Linked DNA regions of Zea mays: regions 1 and 2 are each linked to region 3. Evidence: chromatin contacts called from public Hi-C data. All regions are on one chromosome and are shown on one strand. The core of a region is the stretch at or near the end of the contact, and the rest is flanking DNA. Distances in the headings are between cores, read along the strand shown. Region 1 holds the start of LOC100278970. Region 2 has its middle 17 kb from the start of LOC100381809. Region 3 has its middle 3.0 kb from the start of LOC111590744.

Region 1 (4,270 bases), core at 763-3,262, 120 kb after region 3:
ATATTTTTCACGGGTACGGGTTTGGGACGGCAAAACCCATCGGGTTTGTACCCGTTGCCATCTCTATATGCAGCCTACCAAAAACGTGTCCTCTCTAAGGACGTGTTTAGGAAATTATTATAGCCCTTCAATTATCTTACTTCCAAACAAAGAGCATTGCGTGACTGGCGACACGATTGCTTTTGAACACAACACTATGCATTCACCGGGGGCGCGCTTCGGTGCGGCGGCGTCGTGGCAGGCATCATTTGGCTTCCGTTGCCAGTCTAGCAGGTTGGCCTCCTCGCTTGAAAGCCGGCCAGGGACAGCGGCTTTTTTATGCACGACACGCAACGGCTAGCTGGCCTTAGCCACGGCCGACTGCGAAGAGGGCCATCTTCGCCGTCCGTCGAGGATCCGGCCGCCCTGGCTCACGCACAACTAGCCGTTGCGCACGACGTCACGGTCCCATGTCCTATCACGATTCACGAGCTGCTTCCGGTGGCCCGTCGTGTGCCGCCGTTGCACTGGACACAAGCAACCAGGGCCAACGGCTAATAAGTACCCGAAAGTATTTGAAAACGAACCCAGCGGCCACTGCCGCCTCGCCTATAAATACGGCGTCGCGTGCGGCCTTCTCTCATCGCCAAGTTTTTTTAACTATACAATCCAGGAAGGAAGTCACTGTCACTTGGTGAGATCGATGGCCCGCGTCGCCGCCGTCCTCGTTGCTCTCCTCGCCCTCTTTGCCGTCGCGGCCACGGCGCAGGCCCCTGCCGCGTCGCCCAAGCGCGCCCCAGCCCCTGCGCCACCCAAGATGGCCCCTCTCCCGCCGCCGCCGACCAGGGCCCCCATGGCCTCCCCGCCCTCGCCTCCCACGATGTCGCCGGCGTCCGCCCCCTCCGCCGACGCTCCAGCCACGAGCCCCGCCGGTGCGGGATTTGGCGACGCGATGGCCCCGGCGGGAGCCTCCGCTCTGACTCCGGCCGCCGCGCCCGTCACGGAGAAGAGCACAGCCGCATCTGCCTCCGCCATCAGCTTCGTCGCCATCGCCGGCGCTGTGGCAGCCGCCGCCGTCGTGTTCTAGACATCCGGAAGTGGATCTGAGGAGCTGCAGCTGCACCTGAGCCGCTCTGCTGTTGTTGATAGATGCCCTCTGTTTGCTCTGTTTTACGATCCATTGTTTATTTATTTATTTGTTTGTTTGTCATTTAGAGGTCTGAGACAGAGATGAGGATGTGTAATCCTATCAATTTTCTGAACGGGAGTTGTTTCTATGCTCCGCAAGCAAACATATGACACTGCAAGCTGGTGTGTACCTTGTGGATGATGTTCTGTGCAAGGTGTGCCTCCTCGGCGACTTCCTTGGACGCGTGCTCCAGGAGCACGACCGCTGTCCTCAGCCTCCCGTTCTCGGGCAGCTGCTCGGCCACTTCCGACGACACCTTCTCTGCGACGGTGGCCGCGTCCTCGACGGCCTCCGCCACTACCTCCGCCGTGTCTTTCACCATATCCACCTCACCTGATGGCATCGGCGCAGAGTTAAATTTTGCATCGGTGCAGAGTTTCGCGGCGCGCGGTACAGGGCTCTTTGCTCTACTCTGAATCAGCAGGAACGACGCCCATCTGGAATGCAGCATTGGCGCTGCAGCAGCAAGAATAGAACCGACGGCCAGCCTTGCCCTGCAGTGCAGCAGAGGAATTAGGAGCCGCACCGGGACCCACTAATAACTGTACAACGGACAGAACAGTCGAGCAATCACAAGATGAAGAAAGGCGTCCGCTCCTTGTCCTGAGACTGATGCTGGCTCGGCCGAGCCGGCGGACGTCTCACGTCTCCCCCGTGGCTGGAGCCCGAGAATCCCGATCGGACCAACGCCTGGAAACGCGGTGGCGCCGCCGTCGCGGATCCGAGACGGGTGGTGGAGCGGAGCTTCTGGGAGTAGAGAGACCCGAACGACCTGACCAGGGACGACATGGCCGATTGCTGGAGGACAAAACAGTCAGCTCCTGATCGCTGGGTCCTTATGCACATCGATCAACAACGTGGAACGAGCGCGTATATGTACAACATGGACACCTCGCCACGCGCAACGGCGTGAGGATTGAAAGCGTGTCCATTCGTTAGCTTGCAAGGAATTGTTGGATGTGAAGTTAGGGTGAATGATCTGTGCACGTCAAAGGCAGTCGATTTCCGGATCAGATATAGCCTTGGGAAGGCAAAAGGGGATGCGGTGTCATGTGTGGATTGTGAGACGGATAGCAGACATGCTAGCATGCTGGTGCCGAAACCTGAAGCTTCCAAGCAACAACGTTCGGGTGGATATCCTTTTTCATTTTCTCAGTTAGTTCGGATCGACGTAACCCTATGACGACACGTGGCTTGTAAGTTTCGTATATCATCATAAACTTCCCGCTTTCTTTACCGATCAAGTATCAAGTGCACTCGAGTATGGCTCGCTGAACTAGCGATGACAACGTATAACACCCTAAAATTATATTTTAGGATTTATAAAAGTTTTTTAAAAGTTTTAAATTGAAATATCTTTTAATAAGTATCTTATTACCTTTCAAGTTACTTATCCCAAAGTAAATATATTTTCTAATAAAATATTACACCAAATGAGTTAATTTATCCACTTTTTGTTAAACTATATTTTTTAAAAAACAACATCTCTTAATGAAAGTTCTACACGAGGAGTTAATATTATTAGATAACCATTTCTATTCTCTAAGGGTTGCATATGAGGCATTTGACTAAATGAATAATTGGTATATAAGTAAAATCAACCATGCATTGCATGCGGAGCCTTTTTTGTTGATTGTGCATTTAATTGGGTGTTCAAACTATATTTGAAATAGGAGAAATGATAAAACAAGAAAAAGAAAACAGGAAAAAATGAAAATAAAAAATATATATAGAGAGAGACTACCTTGTCTGGGCCGAAACCTACATTCCGGCCCAGAACCGCATCACCAGTGCGATCCAGCAGTACTCCAGCCGCGCGTCTGCTGACTTGGAGACCCCACCGATCAGTCACTATCGTGCGCTGGCCAAATTCCTCTGCCTGGTGGGCCTCCTGCTTAGTCATCTGCGTGAGGTGCGCTCGAGCAGGTGGGGCCGTTAGGCCAGTTTCACAATTCGCTCGCATCACTGACTTCGCGACCCACCCGCCAATGTCTCACGCTTCACGTCTCTAGCTCGTGGGACCCGCACTTCAGCCACCCCATTCACCGCGCGAAAAAACAACAAGTTAGTGGTGTCCGGGGCCCATTTGCTAGTAGCTTCTTCCCCGTCAAGTCCGTCGCGAACAAAGTTGTTACAACTGCCCAAGATTCGCGCGGCTCACAAAATCTTCCTAGTTTCAGCCCGTGTGTCGACCCCTCGAGAATATAACATGGCCGCCTACCTCTCCTCTAGCCATTGCGGCCTCCACAGGACCCTAGAAAGCGACTGCATCCATTGTCAAGCGTATATATATATAGAGAGAGAGAGAATTGACGCCACCCCGATTATGTGCTCAGCCTCGCCATCAATTTGCTGCAGTATGTGGTCGAGGAGGTTCGTCAGGACTCGTGAAAGTTAGGGATGTCAGATGTCACCAATTCATCGGGTGTCGCTGCAGTGATGAGAGGATTCATCGCTGGAGCTCCAGGTAAGAACTTCTCCGTGTGATTCACATTGGTGTATGCATCGTGTGGCTGCCTTCGGATTATGGTTTATGGCCTTACACCGCTGAATGGCGTGGCTACGGCCATCCGTCTGCCATGGAGGCCGACAGCGCCGCCGTTCTCGGATGTCTGGGTGAGAAGATAACGCGCTGGCCGTCGACCACGGAACAAACGGCCCAAATTAGAAGAAGTGAACTGTTATGCTTGGTTAAAACTGAGCCATTGATCTGCGATCCATCGATCTGGATTGGATCTAGGTGTTTTTAAATCCAGGTCGCCAGTTGTGAGATGGAGGGCTAGGATTACATCAGAGCGTACCCCTTCGTAGATTAAATCTGAGCCATTGATCTCAGGATGGATGGCCCAGTCGCGAGGATACCACTTCGGTCGTGGATTTTTGCTAAAGAGTCCCCAAAGTCGGGGGGAAATAATCTGCAGTCCATCTCTAATCAAAGACTATTACCGTGAGGTCCAGAATTTTAGAAAATAGACCCTAAACTTATCTAGAATATGACCCACAACATAGATCTCAGTTTTTCTTATAAATTAATTGTTAAAAATGGTTTTAAATATAAAACTTAATATGAAATAACTTAGAAACTTCAGAAATTCATAACAT
Region 2 (3,871 bases), core at 245-2,744, 100 kb before region 3:
GATAAATCTACTAATAATAGGCTAACCTCTATCTATTTATAAAGATATGTTTTATGGTACAAATAATGTCATCACTGCGTAGGTAATTTTATTACGAAGCTAACGCAACCAGAACAGAGTAAAACAAAGTTAAAACACGTAAATTATGAGTTTTCTAAGATTTCAAGAATTATTTTTATACTTGGGAATCAATTTCCATGTTTATTTTATTATTTCTGAACTGGATGGACTACGGGCGCTATTCCTTAAATCTTCAGGGTTTAACCCGTGAAAAATCTGGACCTAACCGTACTGATCTCTCCACATACCCAGACTGCGGGTTGATTTAAAAGAAAACCGAGGGCTCTTTTGTATTTGTTTCACGGCTGAAAGGGTGTCCTTGATTCCCAGCTGCCCGATCTAAAACCAACGACATGCATTAGATCCCGTAAAACCAGAACCGGTATGTGATACCTGCCCTTGGATCCGAGATCCACGGCCCGAAATTCCCCCCGCAACGACACCATCCGATCCACCCATTCGTCAATCTGCAGCACTGATTTAAAATGACAAAGTTCTCACATATCTAATCGTGGCCGTTCCCTGATAGACCAACGTCCCATAGCTTGTTTGAGCCTAGCCGCCGATCCCTAGATCAACGGATGCGACCACGCCACCAACCCCAACTGAACACGGTGGCACCGCAGGGCATACCCGCGGCGGAGCTTCGCTGCCGGCCACACGATCCGACGCCTAATCGCCCAACCTTGAAATTGATCGGTGCTAAACTTAGAGGGGAAGATGGCGAACATGCAGAGAGGGTTCATACCGCCCATCGGAGTGGTGTTGGTGCTGACCATGGCGTGGTGTGATTATGCGGCGGAGGGAGAACTCCAGTGATAAATTCCTAGACCACGACGCGACGATATCTACAATACTCGGGTATATACTATGCGTGGATGATAATGGGAGCCCAGAGGGGTTTCTCACCGAAGAATGACGGCGTGTGCACCCTTGTCCACGTGATGATGCGGCTGCGCCATGGCTCCTAGGCTCCGGTGAGCACTTCTTGGACTCCAGTCTCCCACCCGCCTGGTGAAGATGCGACTCACCAGAGGCGAGCACCGTTGACCGCCCTAGTTTGCCGTTGAGGGTCTCAACAATGGTGTGGCGTGATCATGTCGACGACGAACTCCCTCATGCCCTGACCGTGGAGATGGCCAGGAGGATAGGTTCGAGCTCAGTTTTATTGTCCGAGAAGGTAGAACTCCCCAGCAACGGGCAGCACGCGATGGATAGGGAGGGTGTAACCACCCACGGCGGTATCGGCATATGAGTACGTCAGCAGGAGCCGCGGAGGTTCTGTTATGAGGGAATTGTTGGGGAAGATGACCTAACAGCATGGTCCCATTTGCCCGCGACCAGGGTTCTCCAGCGCATACGAGGGTAGGGAGGCTAGCGATTGGGTCCATGGTGTCTGCTGGCGCGAGAGCGTAGAGGGATGGGCCGCGTGGTGGTGTTGGTCGTGGGCCCGCATGTCAGCCGGCGAGGGAAGCTGGACCGGTTTGATGGGCCAAGCAGGTGTGGATTAGGCCCACAATGCATGTTTTCTTTATCTTTTTCTTTTCTATTTCAATTTTGTCTCTCTTTCTAAATTTCCAAATTTGGTAGTTTGAATTCAAATTTGCTGGTGAGTTTCACAAATTAAGTGCACAAATAAAGTACTAGCATGAAGAATTATAATTGTTTATATACATATATATATATATATTTTTCATTGTAATGTATTTTCCATTTTTTATTTCATTCTCTTTTCTTATTTCTCTTTCCATTTTCAAATTCTATTTTTCGAACTTAAACTTGTCTCATAAATTTGAATACAAATACAAAAATACAAGAATCCAACATGGAATGCACATTTATGCATTTATTTATTTGTCATTTGACTACTTTAATTCCTTTAGTTGAATATGCACAAAGAAAATAAGATCAAGAAATCCCCAAAACACTAGCATATAAGTATATTTATTTATTTATCCTATTATCTTCCTCTTATACCAATTTTGGGCATTACATGTAGGCCTTATCCACGTGCAAGCTGTGCTCTGCTTTCGGCCTCCTCTCGGACACTCCCCTTCATCTTCACTATCGAACTTTTGATCAAAATGTCATGGGCCTCGTTCCCTCCAGTACATGGTGGCGGTCATACTACAATCACGGTTGGTGTGGTTTCACAAGACCCTCACCCCACTTGATAAAATTACAACGACTCGCGCAAGAGCTGAGGGGTTTGTATGGGTTTTTATAACCTCACTCAATCTACTAGGAACAACCTAGAGCAAGCACAATAGCGGTCTAAATAATCTAAGAATTTCACAAAGCACCTACGCTAATCATCGAGTGATTCTATTAAGAACTTAGGTGTTTGGAGATATGGAGATGTGCCTGACTTCACTTGGTATGTTGCTTGAGCTCCCACACCCCCAAACAGCAGGGTGGGGTGGTATATATAGTCCAAAGAAAAACTAGCCATTAGAAAGCAAGTTGCAGCTTTCTGTGTGTAAGCAAAATGGACCTCAAGCCATTTGGATAAGTGATTTTGGTGTTTGATGATCAACATAACCTGTGGATGAATGTGTTTGCTAGTGTTTATGTTTGTAGTTCACAGGATGCTAAAGTGATTTGGACTAAGGCATTGAGGAAGCAACACCTCAAAAGAAGACATTATGAAGACCATAAGTGAAGATCAACAAGTACCAAGTGTTGGAACTTGCTCTCTTGGGCAAGTTGATCCAACGGGGGGAATGAAAGCAACGTAAACAGGGTTTCAACTTGAGATGGAAATAGCTCTGTTAATCCAGCCTCTCAAGGGCACTGTACGAGGATATTTATAGGTGCCTGAGTGCCCAACGTCTCAGTGTAAGGACACATGTACCCTCAGGCACCTGGACTATCCCCGGAATATTCCCATAAAGGAGGGTTACAGACTGTCATTACAGAAAAGCTATTACAAATTGGGCCCGTAACACGCTTCTCCGTGCGGGGCCTGTTACAACGGGCCGAATCCCACGTGGGCCTCGAGGCCGAGTGAGGATGTGGGACGGGGCGATGTCGTCATAGGCCTTCGTCTCGTAGTGCAGAAGGCGAAGGGTGGACCTCGCCGGTTCTTCTGCTTCCGTTGGCGCAGCGAGAAAGACGAAGGCTGAAGCGAAGGGTAGCGTCTTCGCCCTCACCCCAACACCAAGCAAAGTCCAAGACATGACGAAAAGTGTTGTCACTGGCCGACCGTCCGGCCGAGAGCACCAGACTGTCCAGTGCCACACCACTGGACTGTTCGGTGCACCAAGGAACAGTAGCCTGACAGCTAGTTCTTGGTGGCACTGTGGAGGAAAGCCACTGGACTGTCCGGGGTGACATCGGAGTGTCCAGTGCAAGGCTGACAACACCAACGGTCACTTGCCAGACCCAATGGCTAGTGGCGCACTGGATATAGTACCGGACTGTCCCGTGCCTACCACCAGACTATTTGGTGTGCCACAGAGAGCAACATCTTTTTCCAACGACTATATTTGAGTTGGGGCCTATTATATGCTTCACCCAACCGGCCATTTGAAGCTTTGGGAGCCCAAGCAACATACCAAGGCATATTGTAGACATTTCTAAGTGCTCAAACACCCAAGTGCTTATTAGAATCACTGGAGGGAACGAGGCCCACGACGTTTCGACCGGAAGCTTGATAGTGGAGATGGCGGGGAGTGTCCGAGAGGAGCTAGAAGCGGAGCACCACTTGCGCGTGGAGAAGGCCCGCGGTTCTCTACGGAGTTACTCGACCTAGGTGCTTGGCCCTCGTGTAGGCTACCCTTTGCGTAAGGGCACCAACGAGGATTAGTCA
Region 3 (4,324 bases), core at 783-3,282:
AACAGCGGCTCGTCTATCGCGCCGGCGCTGGACTCCGCGCGACAGAGAGGAGCGAGGCGAGGGAAGGGAGGAGAGAGGTGAGGGGAGAGAGAAGAGGGAATGGAGAGATAGAGGCGGCGGCTGCTGGGAGAGAAGCCTGCGCGCGACTGCTAGGTTTAGGTAGATGGGCCCATAGTGGGCCTTAGGGTTAGGGAGGATTTTCTTATTTTTTTATTTCGAAATGGATTTTTAAATTACTCAAAAATTCATAAAAAAATTACCAAATAAATAATAAACATTTGAATAAATTATTACGAATGCAAATAAATAATAAACATTTGAATAAAATTTATTACCCTATTTATCGTAATAACTAAATTCATTATTTTTAGTTGATGGCTTTTATAGTGTTACAACAACTCAGATATTGCATCATCTTCTGTAGGATGCTTGCTAAACTCATCATCATTGTTACCATGATTCACCACGCAATTTAGCGATCAATGTTTACTTGTTTTAATTAGTTTTTAGTCACTAACATCTATATGTACGTTCAGACTATAAGATTTGATAGTGATCCTTGCTCTATAGCGACCCACCGCTAGTCCCCGACGACATCTATAGCGACCAACCATAAGTTGTTAAATTTCTAGACTTTTAGCGACCAACCGACCGTTGCTACAAAAGGATTTAGCGACTGACCGTCGGTCCCTAACCTTTAGCAACCAACATTTGGTACCTAATAAGGGTCGCTAAAGATCAACCGTCGTGTAGTGATTTCATATGCAACCAAACAACATAATTCAGTAAAACTAAATCCAATTCCCAATTTCGTGCTCCAATATCCAAATCCAAACGAGGTATTAGAGAATATGCTTTTATTCTCAGTTACTCTCTCTAGGTTTTGTTTCGCTGCACTCGTGTTTAGTAATCCAGATATATCAAAGTGAATTGTCTAATGCTTCGTTTGGATGTCAATATTGGAGGGTATGGAATTGAATTGGTTTCAATACCAAATCAGTCGTGATATTGAAATGAGACGCAGTTCCAATTCTATTGTTTGGATGTCACTGTATTGGAGTTTGGAATTGGGTGGTTTAATTCCACGAAATATAGAGGTGTGATACTCTGAATTGGGTGGGAAAGTTTCTAGTTATAGTACAATACCACGGAATTGGCTCTCTGATTCCAAATTTCAATTTCATGTGCAACCAAACAACAAAATTCAGAAAACTGATTTCAATTCCCAATTCTATATACTAATATCTACATCCAAAAGGGATATAGTCAAACAAGTTGTCAAAGAAAATTGAAAGGGATTAAAAATGATTTTAATTTGTTGGGGGGTTGAAATCTCTTCCTCAATCCCTTCTCATCCCCACAAAACCAAAAGAAGGTTGTATTTGGGTAAAAAAATATTACTAGTTTCTCTACCCAAATACATATGGATTAGGATAGATTAAGGTGCAACCAAATAATATTTAATTCAAGCCGTACCCATAAATATGTTTAGGCGCACTGAGATCTCTTCCCGTTCCTTTCTTACCTTTATTTTTTTTTATTTTGAAAGTCTTGTGTGATCAAATTTTTTTTGGATTTTCCATCTTGAAGACATACTAGTATACGATAAGGGATTTTTTCGATGGGATAAGGGATATGATACAGTGAGAATCTACCTTCTTGCACGGTCCAAAGGTCACAATTACCATTTATGACCCACATAAAACAATCATTTAAACAGTTCCAAGTGCACACGCTACCTTATTAAGATTATATATATATATATATATATATATATATATATATATATATATATATATATATATATATATATATATATATATATATATATATATATATATATATATATATATATATATATATATATATATATATATATATATATATATAGCGCAGTCAAGAGCTGAGCAGCACATCAACCATGGACCACGCAAAAATGTAAGTTTGCTAATTCCCATACTAGGGCTAGCTAGCTACCCTAGTTGCAACCCAAGGATAGCGACGCATCGACAGTGCTACCTCTTGTGTTTTTTCCACGTCCGTATGGACCGCGTGACGCAGACGTGCAAAACCATTCGCTACAAGGGAATCCCGGCGCGCTCAGTGCCGGCCGTCGGCATCCATCGCCATTGCCATCCACCACCAGAAAAAGGAAAGGCTAAAAATAAAGTTGATGGCTGATGGTGGAAGATGGAGGGGGCAGATCGAGAAAAGGATGGTAGCATACATGATAGTGTGGCGTGTGCTGTGCCTTGAGAAGGAGAAAAGACGCGCCTTTTTCTCACCACCTTTTGATCCTCCTGCCTTGCGCCCCTAAAAGCTAGCCATAGCTTTTGTTCCCACGAAGAGAACAGAGAATAGAAAATTGCATGGAGAATCCAGTACAACGAACTAGGCCATATAAGGTATCGTTGGGTGTGTGTGTGCATGATTAGGGTTAGGGCCCTTATTAGCATCTGTTTACAACGGATGCTTTGGGCCTTTGGGGTGCATGATCTTGCTATATATATATATATATATATATATATATATATATATATATATATATATATATATATATATATATATATATATATATATATATATATATATATATATATATATATATATATATATATATATATATATATATATATATGCTTAATTATTGGGGACTCGTTCTTAAATGCTATAAATTGAGAATAAGGCAACACAAAAACAGGTTATTTGTTAATGCCCTTCGTCCTTCGGAACATTATTTCCCTAAAGATATAATGATCTTCGGACGAAGGTCATGAAGGACATACCTTCGTCATCTCAGCATATATGTATAAACATATCAAAGGCGAATGAGGCATGTAAAACATAAGGGATAATGTGAACAAACATATAATATCATCATACACGTTTCTTATTATATAATCATAAATGAATAATAACAATACTAAATTACATTTGTACCTTCGGCTTGACAGAAAATGAAAGTACAAGCGTGACGCAAAAATGAGTACAAGTCAGCGTGAACAGTACGGGGGTACTGTTAATCTATTTATAGGCACGGGACACAGCCCGTGTAAAATTACATCCATGCCCTTCACATTTGCTAATGACTTTGAGGTAGTCCACCGAGGTCTAAATAGTCTTTTCCCTTTTAAGTTGGTTCCCTTTTTGCCGTTATGCCGAAGCTCCCTTGCGCGTAGCTTCGGCGCTGCGTCAACCTTCGTATTGTTCGTGCTTTTCACACTGCGTGGTTCTGATCCGAGTCCGAAGGCACCTGTTCATATATTACACTCGGGAAATATTGTTAAATCATGTTTTTGAGGACCTTCGGAAGACGAAGGCCCCCAACAGTAGCCCCTCGCAATATTAATTTGTTAGAATGACGAATTCAGATTACGACATGGACGAAGGCCCTAAGCCGAAGGTCCGAAAAAACACCTTCCTTTTGCTAGAATAGCAACAATCAATGACAGACGGGGCCCTGCAACTTGGAGCGCATTGGGCGTATAAATAAGAACTCACACCGACTGCACTTGATACACTGCTTGTGTCATTTGCCTTATTTTCTCAATTTTATAACTTGTGCTTACTAGCGCTTGATAGCTCTCAAGCTTTTGAGCTTCGGTTTGAAGGACACGTTTTCGTCATTTCCGAAGAGAAAATGTCTCAAGACAAGAAGACAGTTGCTGAGTCGAAGCTAACCGAAGAGGAGAAGCTCCTTGAGGAGAAGACTGCTGGATTTGTTAAGTCAATAGCAAAAACAAATACAGAGAAGATTACTAAAGAGATACTGGAAGACTTGTCTGAAGATACTGTTGATAGCGACAGCTATGATGTGGAGAGTGGAGGCGAAGACTCTGAAGATCGGCCATAGCGACCAAGTCATGCAGTCTTTGGGAAATCAACTATCAAACAGAGTCATCTTGATAATATGAGAGGAAGGTATTTTCGAGATATGTCTATTGTGAGGGTTGACGTAGATAGGGCCATTCCTGCTCTCGAAGAAAACGAAGTTGTGATCTTCTGAAGCTTCTTCAAAGCTGGACTTCGGTTCCTGTTGAGCAGATTTGTGGTTGAAGTTTTAAAGACATACTAGATTTTCCTTCACCAGATCACTCCCGAAGCAGTTATTAGAATGGGGATCTTCGTCTGGCTGTGAGAAGTCAAGGTCTAGAGCCAAGTGCAATGTGATACCCGGTTTGCAAAGAAGAGAAGTTGAAGGTTATTCTTTTTGTTTGTTTTTTCTCTTATTCGGGTGTCGCGCTTTGGGGATTTAGAATTTATGGAAAACATTCACCAGTATAGCAGTAGAGTGATTGGTCGGGAGCTGTCGTGCAAGCGAGTT

Evidence for each region. A called contact is a pair of places that touch in the nucleus more often than the background predicts.
Region 1: a contact with region 3 is called in a Hi-C map of bundle sheath, with 4 times the contacts expected there. The contact joins the promoter of LOC100278970 here to the enhancer-like site in region 3. A contact is called at or near these places in 6 of 25 Hi-C or Micro-C datasets (bundle sheath, ear, endosperm and 2 more).
Region 2: a Hi-C map of leaf mesophyll shows a contact between it and region 3, with 2.2 times the contacts expected there. The contact joins two enhancer-like sites. A contact is called at or near these places in 4 of 25 Hi-C or Micro-C datasets (bundle sheath, leaf and leaf mesophyll).

The regions. Positions count from the first base shown.
Region 1 is chr1:143,345,520-143,349,789 of Zm-B73-REFERENCE-NAM-5.0, reverse strand. LOC100278970 reads right to left here and starts at 2,012. Exons shown (of 4, transcript NM_001152063.2): 1 at 1,743-2,012; 2 at 1,580-1,662; 3 at 1,299-1,501. The coding sequence starts at 1,957. It overlaps LOC100274631, which reads left to right and starts at 622. Exons shown (of 1, transcript NM_001365149.1): 1 at 622-1,287. The coding sequence starts at 683. The coding sequence ends at 1,066.
Region 2 is chr1:143,571,109-143,574,979 of Zm-B73-REFERENCE-NAM-5.0, reverse strand. No RefSeq gene overlaps it. Among protein-coding and RNA genes, the nearest start is that of LOC100381809, 17 kb to the left of the region's middle. Within about 2 kb of position 1,494, at least 17 of the 20 cell types and tissues checked have an H3K27ac peak or open chromatin away from gene starts, as enhancers often do. A contact at or near this core is called in bundle sheath, leaf and leaf mesophyll, where this site is marked.
Region 3 is chr1:143,470,364-143,474,687 of Zm-B73-REFERENCE-NAM-5.0, reverse strand. No RefSeq gene overlaps it. Among protein-coding and RNA genes, the nearest start is that of LOC111590744, 3.0 kb to the left of the region's middle. Within about 2 kb of position 2,032, at least 15 of the 20 cell types and tissues checked have an H3K27ac peak or open chromatin away from gene starts, as enhancers often do. A contact at or near this core is called in bundle sheath, ear, leaf and 2 more, where this site is marked.